Regions from separate parts of the Sus scrofa genome. Here regions 1 and 3 are each linked to region 2. The links are chromatin contacts, called in public Hi-C maps. All regions are on one chromosome and are shown on one strand. The core of a region is the stretch at or near the end of the contact, and the rest is flanking DNA. Distances in the headings are between cores, read along the strand shown.

The links. A called contact is a pair of places that touch in the nucleus more often than the background predicts.
Region 1: a contact with region 2 is called in a Hi-C map of liver, with 3 times the contacts expected there. The contact joins the promoter of NDUFS5 here to the promoter of MYCBP in region 2. A contact is called at or near these places in 1 of 5 promoter capture datasets (liver), 7 of 47 Hi-C or Micro-C datasets (embryonic fibroblasts, fetal heart ventricle, fetal skeletal muscle and 3 more) and 1 of 2 datasets of contacts at active chromatin or transcription factors (alveolar macrophages).
Region 3: a Hi-C map of liver shows a contact between it and region 2, with 4 times the contacts expected there. The contact joins the promoter of AKIRIN1 here to the promoter of MYCBP in region 2. A contact is called at or near these places in 11 of 47 Hi-C or Micro-C datasets (alveolar macrophages, blood, embryonic fibroblasts and 6 more) and 1 of 2 datasets of contacts at active chromatin or transcription factors (alveolar macrophages).

What each region holds. Positions count from the first base shown.
Region 1 is chr6:94,911,685-94,916,289 of Sscrofa11.1, forward strand. It overlaps NDUFS5 (NADH:ubiquinone oxidoreductase subunit S5), which reads left to right and starts at 1,722. Exons shown (of 3, transcript NM_001244988.1): 1 at 1,722-1,798; 2 at 4,412-4,605. The coding sequence starts at 4,414.
Region 2 is chr6:94,812,426-94,816,588 of Sscrofa11.1, forward strand. MYCBP (MYC binding protein) reads right to left here and starts at 1,908. Exons shown (of 5, transcript NM_001244917.1): 1 at 1,826-1,908; 2 at 1,559-1,631. The coding sequence starts at 1,840. GJA9 (gap junction alpha-9 protein) reads right to left here. Exons shown (of 1, transcript XM_021095982.1): 1 at 2,680-4,163. The coding sequence ends at 3,175.
Region 3 is chr6:94,889,144-94,893,787 of Sscrofa11.1, forward strand. AKIRIN1 (akirin 1) reads left to right here and starts at 2,266. Exons shown (of 6, transcript NM_001128455.1): 1 at 2,266-2,439; 2 at 2,442-2,542. The coding sequence starts at 2,321.

The DNA of each region.
Region 1 (4,605 bases), core at 472-2,971, 99 kb after region 2:
AACAAATCTGCCCAGGAATCATGAGGTTGTGGGTTCCATCCCTGGCCTTGCTCAGTGGATTAAGGATCCAGCGTTGCAGTGAGTGGTGGTGTAGGTCGAAGACATGGCTCAGATCCTGTGTTGCTGTGGCTGTGATGTAGGCTGGCAGCGACAGCTCCCATTGGACCCCTAGCCTGGGACCCTCCATGTGCCTCGGGTACAGCCCTAAAGAGGGAAAAAAAAAAAAAAAAAAATGGAGATGGAGGATGGGGGAGTAAGTGTCATCCCAGGGGAAAGGAGGTAAAAAAAACAAACAAAAAAATCAAAGAGACTAGATGGAAGGACTTTTCCTGGAATACAATGGAACAGCAAACTCTGGGCTGGGGCATTAGGCAGGGGATTTTGGACAATGAGGCTGGGAAGGCTGGAACACTGGAATTCTCTATACAGTCTTGACAGCACATCACTTAAAAATAAGTTTTCAGCCCAAACCCCAGTAAATAAATATTTATTTACAAGTAATAGTTTGTAAACATGTACACACAAAAAGAAACCAAAAAAGACAAAAATTAGACATATTCTAGTATTCTCTTCCCACCACCCCCCCAACTTCCCCCACCCCCTTCTTGGCCCCACACACCCAACCTCTGAGCCACTGCTATAATCAAAAGGAGTCTTGGGAGGGTCTGAAACAAAGGAAGGGCACAGTCTCAATCCGTGACAGCCACAGCCACGCCAGATTCTAACGGCATCGGCAACATAGGCAGCAGCTTGTGGCAACGCCAGATCCTTAACCCACTGAGGGAAGCCAGGGATTTGAACCCGTATCCTCATGGATACTAACCCGGGTCGTAATCCGCTGAGACACAACAGGAACTCCCCACAAATTTTAAAAGCTGAGACGTAAAAGAACTGCGATTACCTTAAAGTGCTTCCCAAAAACTGGTGTCACAAACTGCCTTTAAATTATTTAATCCTTTTAAATTATTTAATCCCCAAATCAACCCTATGCTGTACACACTATCATTATCTTTTAAGATATTTTTATCATAAGATGAAACCGAGGCATAGCGAGGTTAAGAATCTTTACCAGCGTGACAGAGGCGGGGCCAGAATTGGAACCCACTCTGAGTAGGTCCACACTTCAGCTTAACTACTTACTACTGGAGGGGAATGGGGGTAGCTGTTTTTTTCTCTCGCGGCCTTCCTTGGTCAAGACCCTCACCAATCGTGAGAGTCATAGTGCGAGGAGGAAGCAGAAAACCACCAACTCCTGGGTTCCCGTCATGGCGCAGTGGTTAACGAATCCGACTAGGAACCATGAGGTTGCGGGTTCAGTCACTGCCCTTGCTCAGTGGGTTAACGATCCGGCGTTGCCGTGAGCTGTGGTGTAGGTTGCAGATGCGGCTCGGTCCCGCGTTGCTGTGGCTCTGGCGTAGACCGGTGGCTGCAGCTCCGATTGGACCCCTAGCCTGGGAGCCTCCATATGCCGCGGGAGCGGCCCAAGAAATAGCAACAACAACAACAACAACAACAACAAAAAGACCAAAAAAAAAAAAAAACACCAACTCCTAAGGTGACTCCCAAACGTCTGCCCAGGTTAGTATCGCTGCTCTGCAATCTCGAGGGCCCAGTGCAGACGGTCGCGCAGGGAGACAGATGGGTTGGTTTCTATGGTTTCCGGGGAGCGAAGGCGGAAGGTTGGCTCTTGGTGTCGCGCTGCAAACGTCGCGCTGCGGGCCTCCTTTGCGGCAGGCCTGAGGTTCTTCCTGTTAAGTAGCAGCGCCCGGCGAAGACACAAGGACATCGCGTCCAGAAGGTAGGGGCTGCCTAGGTCCGTAGGGCGATTGGACCTAAGGCGCTTCCTTCGAGATTTCTTTAACAGATTTCCTCTTGACTTGCTGGGTGTCTCTTCTCCCTGGCTCCAACCCCGGGCGTGCTTTCTGCTTTTCTAGGCCTCATGGTCCATACAGCCAATGTCACTGAATCCTGCAGTCCGTGCCTCTCTTTCCAGGTTGACTTAGCTTCTGCTGGACTCATGCTATGGCTTTCTGTTTCTTAACCTGAAGTCCGCGGTCTTTGTCCAGGTTTACATGGCCGTGTGGAATTTGGGCCCCACCAGCTTCTTCAGCTCCTTTCGTCCTTCTTCCCGACTTGCACTCTGCGCTCCAGCCGCGTCAGGGTGTCCTGTGTCCCCCAAACATACCAAGCACCGCCAGCTGTAACTCGTGTCGTGTGTGCCCAACTGAAATGCTCTGCTCACAGCCCTTCACTTGGCAAACGCAGCCCATCTTAAATGCATTTTCAAGTCTCATGGGCAGAATTGGTGTTTCCTCCTTGGAGTTCTTACTTCTTGTGTACCTTCCATTGGCTTCCAAACTCCCTGTGTATGTCCCCATCCTAGTGCTTAAGTTGCAACCGATCCCCCACCCCATCCTGTGTCTGGAACGTCATTACCCAGTAAATGACTGAAAGAGTGGATAGAAAATTTTAAAATTAAATTCACCTGTAAATCTACCACTCATACATAGCTGTTGAACTTTTTTGTGCTTCCTTCCGGTCTTCTTTTGCGATTTTTCTTGGCATTATTGTATTCCTCCACCTTTTTTTTTTTCATTTAACATTAAAGTGTATGTTCCATGTATATTATTCTTCTCTCTTCCCCTACATTCTAATAAATGGGTAGTAGATTTAATTATCCATTTCTCTATTGTTGCATTTTTAAGTTGTTTGATTTTTTTTTTTTTTAATCTTTTCTAGGATCGCATCCACAGCATATGATTCCCAGGCTAAGGGTCTAATCGGAGCTGTTGCTGCTGGCCTACGCCAGAGTTACAGCAACACGGTATCCGAGCTGTGTCTGCGATCTACACCACAGCTCATGGCAACACCAGATCCCCATCCCACTGAGCAAGGGCAGGGATCGAACCCACAACCTCATGGTTCCTAGTCGGATTCGTTAATCGCTGAGCCATGATGGGAACTCCTGAATTTTTTTTTTTTCTTCAACAATTTTTACTGAACTCCTACCTGGTCCCTAACTGCAAGGCACTTATTGTTGTTCAGTAGGGAAGATATTCAAGTGAATAGTCCATTACAGGGGCATACAAAGTACTATGAGAAGTCAAGAATGTTGTATTAACACAGGAGGGACACACTGTTTCAGGATGGCATCTCAGAAGTGTCATCTAAGTTGATAAGGATGAAAAATGTAAATGTTCTTGTGCTTTTTGTTTATTTATTATTTATTTTTTGTCTTTTTGCCATTTCTTGGCCACTCCTTCGGCATATGGAGGTTCCCAGGTCAGGGGTATAATCAGAGCTGCAGCTGTCAGCCTCCACCAGAGCCACAGCAACACCAGATCCGAGCCACATCTGCGACCTACACCACAGCTCACGGCCACACCGGATTCTTAACCCACTGAGTGAGACCAGGGATCGAACCTGCAACCTCATGGTTCCTAATCAGATTTGTTAACCACTGAGCCAGGATGGGAACTCCAGCTTGTGCTTTTTAAAAAAATTTCAGTTATTTCTTCAGATTGCTCTCAAAGAATTGGGATTACCCAGTCAAAATATAAACACTTTTTTACTTTCAATAAAAATGATTTTATCATTATAGAGGATTTTAATTCCCTTTTTTTTTTTCTTTTTTGGTGTTTTTTAGGGCCACACCCATGGCATATGGAAGTTCCTAGGCTTGGGGTCCAGTGAGAGCTGTAGCTGCTGGCCTGTACCACAGCCACAGCAACACAGGATCCAAGCCTCATCTGCAACCTACACCATAGCTCATGGTAACACTGGATCCTTAACCTACTGATCAAGGCCAGGGATTGAACTTCCATCCTCAGGGATGCTAGTCAGATTCATTTCTCCTGAGCTATGATGGGAACTCTTCATCTGTTGTGTTTTGGTTCCGGTTCTCTCTCTTTTTTTCTTTTTGTCTTTTTTTTTTTTTTTTTGTCTTTTTAGGGCCTCACCCATGGCATGTGGAGGTTCCCAGACTAGGGGTTGAGTAGGAGCTGTAGCCACTGGCCAATGGTAGAGCCACAGCAACTCGGGATCCGAGCCGCATCTGCGACCTACACCACAGCTCACGGCAATGCCGGATCCTTAACCCACTGAGCGAGGCCAGGGATCGAACCTCCTCCTCATGGATACTAGTCAGATTTGTTTCCACTGAGCCATGAAGGGAACTCCTTAGTTCTGGTTCTCTTTTCCTTGAGTTTTGTGAAAGCACAAAAAGTGCTCACTTACTGTAAAGTGAAAGAACCTTTGTAATGAAAAAGCTTGGTGAGAAGAAATAGGGAGAAGAGTAAAAAAACCTCTTTCTAGAAGACTATCATAATTACCTAATTTTTCTTAGAAATATCTCATTTGATTGCACTTATATGGTATCATTTCTTTTTCTCCCCCCCCCCTTCCATTTCAGCCATGCCTTTCTTTGATGTGCAGAAAAGGCTAGGCCTTGACTTAGACCGCTGGATGACAATCCAGAGTGCTGAGCAGCCTCACAAGATTCCAGGTCGATGCCACGCATTTGAAAAAGAATGGATAGAGTGTGCACATGGAATCGGTGGTATCCGTGCAGAGAAGGAGTGCAAGATAGAATTTGATGATTTTGTA
Region 2 (4,163 bases), core at 658-3,157:
AGGCAAAAGAAGACTCCAGTGGTTTCTAATCTCTCACGCAGGAAAATCCTTGTATGGCCACAAATATCTAAATATCTTCATTTACCTCCGGAAACAGTCACTTCTCTGCCCTTTACCAGTGCCATTCACTCTATCCAGCCATTCTGGCCTCCATACACTTCCTAAAACTCTTGACATCACGCTACATTCAAGTCCCTGCTCAACTGTTAAAGATAGGCCTTCTTCCTGCCCCTCTATATAAAAAAGGCGCATTCATCCCTCTTTATCCCCCTTGCTAATTTTTGTTCATAACGTGCTACTGGCTGACGCTAAGTGTTATCTGTCTCCCCCAGCTAGGAAATAAGCTCATTGAGAGCAGGGACTTATTGTTTTCCCACTGTTGTATCCCCAGTGCCTAACACAAAGACCTGAATAAAATGGTTAAACAAATGAAAAAAATGAGCTTATGGAGTTTATTGAGGAGAGGGGAAGGTCGATGAAATTCCAAGAGTCTCTGGTACTTCCCAGGATGACAGCACAGTGCTTTCATGTAGTTCCTTTATGTTTACTGAAATTTATTTGCAAAGATGTAGGAAAATGGTACCTGATCCTAAGGTAGGTAGCAATTCAACACTACCAGCCCATCCTTGGGAATTAAAAGCCCTGCTTTCTCCGAAGACCTAGAGTTGTTATTCTCCCAGAATTTTTCCTTAACCTTTGTTTCCAGCCAAAGAACAGTTATCAAATTATTTCCCAGATAGTTACTCTACCTCTCATATGGACCCAGATCATCATCCCTGCCAAATCTTCTCTCCTGCACTCTTTAAAGGCCCAGCCAATAAGCTGAGGGAGCCATAACAGGCATTCTCATTTCTGCTTAGCTAATGAAATCGCTATTTCTTGGAACCGTCTGGTTTCAAGCACCTTATTCATCTATTTGGATCATGAACCCGAGAGTAAGAGATACAGTTTAACAGCTTCCATTTTAAAAAGTGAAAACAGTATAAACATTTTGATGTGCTTTCGAGCTCTTTAAACTAATTCTACTTTAATTATGAAGTCTGCACACAGTAGGAATTTATATGTACTACGAAATGGGGTTGATTTGAAAAACCACAACCAAACCGCTACTTTTGAGTATTAGGTGCACTTAACTACTTTATAGCCTGCTTTCAAATCGTTATTTTCCCACCTGCCCTTTGTTCGACAAAAAGTGCTTCTGTACAGGATTTTGAAGACTCCGCAAAAACTGTCAGGGGGGAGTTGGGCGCTCAAGGTCTTTAGCAAACAGGCTCACTGCGGCTGCTCGAGGCAAAGCAACGGAAGTTGGAGGGACTTTGCAACAGCTGCAAGAGTTTCACTCCCCGCGGGGAGAGTGGTAGCGTGAGCACGGCTACCCTACCCGGGCGGCGTCCTACAGCCAGACATGCGTCGGTCCCCGCTGAACCCCGAGGCCCACCTTTCCGGACCTCGACGGGTCCCACCTGTTCCCCTCCTTCCCCACGCCATGGCCCGACAGGGACGCAGCGCCGAGAAGCACGACTAGGGCACGAGGAACCCTCTCCTGGCCCATGCTCACCCTTGGTCAGCGTGTCCAGCACCCCCGACTTCTCCAAGTACCTCCGGAACTGCTCGCGTTTCGAGTCGGCGGCCTGAGAAGACACGGCGGGTCAGTGGCCAAAGCCGGGGGGCCGGAGCAGGAAGAAGGCGCTGGGGGTCCGGCAACCCCGCCTCCGCCTCGCTACCTCGAGCCCCCAAAACCTGCGCGCGCACCCCCACTCCCACCCGAGCCGACCAGCGGCTGGCTACCGCCCGCACGCCCCCAGCCACGCCGCGCCCCCCTCACTTTGTAATGGGCCATAGTGACAGCGGCAGCGGCGTAGCTGGCGCCTGAGACCGTGGCTGGCGGGCTCGGAGCAGCACTGCTCATGCGCGGAAGAGCGGATGCGCCTGCGCACTTGCGAAGCACGGTCTGGGATCGCCGGGGTGTGGCCTGTTTTCATGGCGACCAGGACGCTCTGAATGCCCCATGGTGGGCTGAGCCGAACGAGGCTGCGTACGCCCGCCCTTCTGGCTAATGAAGCAGCACCTCTCCTTCCTCTTCCGGTCTCCCAGAGATTCCGTTGCTTAGCGGGAGGCTAGGTTTTGGAAAAGAGCTGGAGTCCAGGTGGGGCTAAAGATAGGCGTGGCGCCAGGGGGCGGGGCCTGCGGAGCCCTGGCGCTCTAGGACTGGTTCCTGAGAGGAGGGTCTCTGGACACCGAGAGTGGGCGGACCTGTCTCAAATGGAACCTCGGAAGTGCTGCGGCAGCCTATCTGTGCTGGCTTGTCGACTCGTCTAGAAAAATTGCACGCGACCGACGAGGGCAACCCTTGTATCCAATGGCTTGAAGACTGCTTAGAATCGTATGTTTCGGCTCCAGATTTTATGCTTGGAGTTTCCTTGTTTTGTGCCCGCTGGACGTGGGCCTACGGAGGATGAGCATTAATATGCTAATAAGAGCTAGGCTTTAGAGCGTTTACTGTGTGCCCCGCAGTGCATTAAACACCTATGTTTCTTATTTTAATCCTCACACCTTCCCTGTAAGGTAGGTTCTGCTAGTAAACTGGCGAGGTTAGATGACCAGTGAGTTGTAGAGCCAAGACTCTGATCCTGGCATGGAATCACGATGCTATAAACTGGTGAAAGAAAGCAACCAATCTTTTTAAGTTTTTATTTACTAGATAGCAACATTATGATTATATTCAAGACACATTAGGTTGCAGTCTCTAAGGAAACTATAGACTACAGTCCCAGGGGCAAGATTTAACTGGTATCCAGAAATAAAAGATGAATAACTAAAAGAGGGTATTACATAGATCAAGGACAGTCTCTGAATGCTGTGCTCCCTTCAAGGAAAAACCTGGTTCCATTTAGCTTCGATTCTGAACATGTGATTTTTCCCAAAATTAGTTATCACATATTTTGAAGAGAGCCCGTGAAAAAGTAATCCCAATTTGGTAACTGTGTTTGCACTTGAAACTACTCCTTTCCCAGTTCAGAATTAGAGCCATTTTCCCTTTTTTAAATGGGTTTGCAGTTGTCTGGCTAAACATCTGGTCTTCCTAGCTGCCCTTATCTGTTCTGTCTGCTTCACGGTCACTAGGCTACTTCTGTAATAATGTAATATGTAGACTGTCTAAAAGCCAACAGCTATTCAGATTTGAAGGTCGGTGGGAGCCCGCCTACTAATGAGATTGTTTGTCAGTGACACAGAATGTTGTGGAGGACTCGCAGCAGGGTTGTCACAGGTTCTGACCAACTCAGATTCAAAGGACAACACTCCCAAAGAATCAGGAGTGTCTGGAATGTCAGGTGGTTGGAAGTCTCCCGGTGAAGGAGGAAGGGTTCTAACTGGATTCTCTCTGAGCTGGCCCTTGAGGTTACCTTTAGGAGGTAATGCCTGATTTTCATTTTCTGCAGAGGGACCCCATGTAGCACAAAACCACTTTGGTTTCCAGGTGCAGTTAGCAGGCAAAGAGAAAGCTGTTTGGGGTGACTGTCCGGTATGATCATTCAGATCTATAGCATCACCTGGAATAGAACGGTAACCTCTAGGGTAGTGGTTCCTTTTGCTGTCTTCGCTGTCACTTTCTCTTTTTCCCCTCACCTGGTTACCATTAACTTCTTTTCCAGAGATTTTATGAGTGTCTTCTTTATTACTTGAGCTGACGTTTTGAAGATGACCACAGGCAGTACTAAGTGTGCACATCTTGTTGGAAAGTACAGTTTCCTGTTCATTCGAAATGCCTCTCTCATCATTTCCACGGTGACTATCAGGATCTGTCTGATATACAGATGAATTTAAACTAGGGTACACTGCTCTGTGTGTTTGCTTCTCCACTAACAGACTGTAATCAGGTGCAGAAGAGAGTCGCTTCAGTGAATTTGCAGATGTGTTTTGATATTTGGCAAGGTTTTGTTTTGACTTGTTTGTACAGAATTCATTTTGCTTGTCCTTCAATTTATATTGTCCCCAAATCCCTCTTTTAATCTTTTTAAAACCTAGGTGGCAAATTTCTAGAACATTTAAGAAAACTGAGACAGTAGCTATGGACTGCATAAATAATAAAAATATCGTCTTTTCTGTAGGTCTAGAGACAAAACAATCAATTATATTTGGACACGGATGGCCCTGGCATTTAT
Region 3 (4,644 bases), core at 1,016-3,515, 77 kb after region 2:
ACATAAATTAATGAGGCCTGGTTATTCTCAAGGAATTTACAGTTTTGAAGTACAGTCAAATATATAAACGAATTATAACTTCCTGTTTTAAAACACCAATATTATAACTCATGATCAAAGTTTAAAGGATCACAGAGGAGTTTCTGTCGTGACTCAGTGGTTAACAAACCTGACTAGTATCCATGATACTAGTTCAATTCCTGGCCTCGCTCAGTGTGTTGAGGATCTGGCATTGCCAGAGCTGTGGTATAGGTTGCAGACGAAGCTTGGATCTGGCTATGGCTATGGTGTAGGCTGTATTTCCGATTGGACCCCTAACCTGGGAACCTCTATGCTGCAGGTGTGGCGCTAAAAAGGAAAAAAAAAAAAAAAAAAAAAGGGATCACGGAGAAGACAGTGACTATCAAAGCACTTAGTAAAACCCTGGCTAGAAGAAGTGCTATTTAGAATGATGACCCAGGGACACACTTTTCAAACCTTCTAAACTCTAACTTTGGGCCATTTTAAACCACAAGAAAGCAATTTGCTTGGGCCATATTAGACAAGCCCCTTATAAAATAACCATCCCTAGGTTGCTCTTACGTCCTTGGCTTTTATTGGACATAACAAGAAATGTCCATTTAAACAGTGCGTTTGCATTTGTTCAAACCTTCCTAATTACTTTATTACATCATTCATTGGTTTCTAATAAAGTCACATGAGAAAGTACCTTTAGAATGTAGTGTTATGAAAAAGACAACTATGGTCTGTCTCCTCTGATGAATTGATTCCTTTTAGATGACAAGATCTACTCAACATGTACTGTGTTTTCATTTTTGCCTTGGCAGCCAGGAAACCGAGAATTAAATTTCAAATTCAGGCATGTTTAACCCCAGAAGTGGTCTCCTTTTCTTTGGCCCTGATGTTCTAGTTCTAGTTTTTTAGCCTATTGTAAACCTTCTTTATGTCCTTGTAGAAAAGAATTGGTATAAAATAAACTTAACATTTGGTATTCTCAATCATTTTAGAATTATTTCTGCTACTTTTCAAAGATAAATGCAAAAACTTAATCTATGTTTGGACCTTAATAAAATTTGGAGAAATTGGAGGACAGAGAAAAGCAACAGAAGAGGGACAAAGAATGGAACATTCTCCAACTCAAATATTGGGGCACCCACCTATCTGGCATGAGGTCTATTAGAAGAGAGTATCTGAAATTTGGACTGTTTTGGAAAATCCCAGAGATAAGTTTAGGTAGACAGATCCCAGGAGTCATGGCCATTATTTAATATATAAGAATAGTTATATAAAGGTTTTAGTTTTTTTTTGGAGGACGGATCCCTTTGATGATCTCTTCAAAGCATTTGACCTGATTCCCAGTAATATACAGGCACATAGAGCCCCTGAAAGCAAAATCCTCCTGTTACCTATTTATCTTTCCAGAATATCAAAAGCACTTTACAGCTAGCAGTGCTGTAAAGAATTCAGATAGACCTGAGCACCTGGGCTGCCGGGTCAGATGGAGAGACTGGTAATTCAGCTACCAGCTGAAGTTCTTAACTCTGGCATCATTCTTGGATGATTTAAGCCAGAAGATTTTCTGTTTAACTATTTTGAGTAACAGACCACTTTGATGAGCTAATAAAGACATGGGTCGTCTACCCCCAAATACATTCACACACACACACACACACACACACACACACACACAATTTGCACATATTTCCATGGGGTTGGTGGATTTCCCACTCCATCCTCAGATCCTCAGTTCTGGTGAAGACTTTCCGGACTTGGTAAAATGCCCTTGCAGACCTTTCCGAATCACCTTTCCTCTTATCACGAGGACAAGAGCGGCCTGGATGTAAGGAAGTTATTGGACCGGGAGACACCTACCCCCACCGCCTCACGAGAGGCTCCTCCCATCTCTCCCCTCCCCCCAGGCCAGTGCGCGCAGGTGCGAAAACCTAAGGGGCCATTCGGCTCTAGAGCTCAGGAAGGTGGGGGGAGGATGGGACCACCGGAGCGGCAGAGGCGGGGGTGGGGGCCTTCCCGAGGTTGCTTGGTGACCAATCTCTCCGCCCAGGCCGTTCCATTTCCTCAGCAGGGGGCACCGAGGGCCGGAACCTTGCTGACTGGCTTCCCAGAGCGGCCCTCGTCCGGCTTCCCCCCCTCCGCTGAGTGGTGGCGAAGGCCTGTGACGTCACAGGAGGCGGGGCCATCACGGCTGCCGGGTGCTGGAGGCGCCATTGGAGCCGGCTAGGCTTGCAAGCTCCGCTGAGGAGCCGGAGGTTGGGCCGCAGTTACAGCCGCGTCCGCTCCCGGTTCCTGGTCCCTCCGCGGCATGGCGTGCGGGGCGACGTTGAAGCGGCCCATGGAGTTCGAAGCGGCGCTGCTGAGCCCCGGCTCCCCGAAGCGTCGGCGCTGCGCCCCTCTCCCCGGCCCCACTCCGGGCCTCAGGCCCCGGACGCCGAACCACCGCCGCCGCTGCTTCAGACCCAGACCCCGCTGCCGACTCTGCAGCAGCCCGCCCCTCCCGGCAGCGAGCGGCGCCTTCCAACCCCGGGTAACCTACGCTGCGGGTTTGGCAGGAAGCCAGGCCCAGGCATTTGGGGGGATGGGGAGGAAGGTCATGGACGCTAGGCTAATTCACTCGCGGACCCCTTCTTTGCCCTGAGAAAAGGGAACTGGGGTGCCCCTGGGCCTGGTCGCTTCCGGGGATGGGAGACAGCCGGGAGGGGTAGTGGGGCCACAGTGTCAGTTTTCGGTTTTCCTGGAGCTGTAGAGCCTAGAGGGGTGGGCAGCAGGAGGAAGATGGGAGTAACCCCGACCGCTGGGGGCCTGCCGGTCCCCGAAGCCCCTCCTGCCTCCGCTCCTGCACTGAGACGCCCTGCAGATCCAGTGGGCCGTGGAAAATTGGATTCTGCTCACGAACCCGGCCTTGAGGGTGTGGGGGTTGGCGGCGGGTTACGGGGAAGGGGCCTGAGTGCGTGCTGTGCAGCGCTGTTGGGTCGCTTGCAGGGAGAACCAGAAGTCTTTAGGGACCACAGGCCGCCGCCGAAGTCGCGGAATCCGATTTCAACCTGTTTCTAAGAGACTGGCCACGTTCTTTTATTGTATGGCTATTGTCTTGTACTATATGTGGCTTGAGATCTGTAGGTCGTTAGCTAGAATTTGAGAATCCTTAAACATACTAAGGTTCCGGAAGCAAGAATTTAACTATCCGGAACAGAGAGATTCTCTCCTTCAATAAGGGATTCCACAATGGCCGAGGAAAGGGGAGACCAGGTGTCCCAGTAAAGTAAAAAAGAAGAAGAAGAAGGAAAAAAAAACTCTAACTATTGTGCAGGAGTAGAGGGGAAAGTGCATCAGAATGAATATTTAGCAGTTTTCGAAAGGGTTCCCGGAAATGGGGGGGTGCTCAAAACTGGACTTTGGCAAAGTCATTTCTTTTTTGCGTACTTTCTCTAGCGTTAGCAAAACCTTGGGACTGCCTTAAAATCATTCTTAACCCATTTCAGTTACCAGTGTCTTTAGCCATTATTTCCTCCTCCCTTTGCATATTCACAATGCAGATATCTGGCCCTCATCCTCTCACGCCAGATCCCTGCATTTGCCAGCAAGGCTCTTTCCGAGGCGTGTATTCTTACTCATGTGTACCTCCTCTTTATCCTGACATTCAAAGGTTCTATCAACTATAACCATTTCTTACCTAGTCAGTCTTTTATACATTTTTTTTTTTTTTCCAAATCATGCCTTTACTTTTTTCCCCCTTATCCACTTGGCTGTGCCTGTATCCTTGGCTTTCATCACGGTGTTTTCATCTACTGTTTGCTTATCCAAATACAGTCATTTCTTGAAGTCTTCCATCATTACCTAACCTTGCCCCATGAGGAACTCTATTCTACTTCATATTCTCTGACCACTTAATGTTGCAAAGCCTTATGTACTGAGTGAAATAATGTTTGCAAAAGCTCTTTGTAAAGAGCCTTTCAAAAGCAGGAGATGTAGATGTCTTCTCAAAATGATATTTTTTTTCTTCCACTGCTCCTATAGATACCCAAGGATAGTCACATAATAATCTGCAAAAAATAATATTAATAATCACTCCTCTCCTGCAAAATAGAATTAATACTTGCCCCATCTATCTTGATGGATTTTTTGGTAAAAAATTGGATTTTATTTCTTCCTATACAGTCTTCTAGGCTAATTCTCTGGTGGTTCACAATACAGCAAACGCTTAATAAGTGACTCTTGAATGTATCTGGAAGCCAATATGGCAGAATGCTGAAATGGGGTTGCTGGGTTTTTTACCTTAAGATTTAATTTTTGCTTAGATTTCCTGGTCATTTTATGTGAAAATAATTTATTTAAAATATTCTTTGTAAAGATTGATCGTTTATGTTTCATAATGGTGACTGGATTATAGTTCTGTCATGAAAGAAGCAGTGAATTGATGCTTTGGCTTAAGTGAAAGATGCTTTCTGTATTTAAAGGAAGAATGAGGAGGAAATATTAGTTGCTGTACAAATAGAATAAAGCCAATTAATAGATAAACGAATTTAAAAATCAGTGACTTTATTTTAAAATATCCTAGTTGTTAAGAGTTGTAAAGTTCTCTCAGAAATGGTCAAGAAACTGTTTTTATGTCACTTAAAAAAAAAAAGA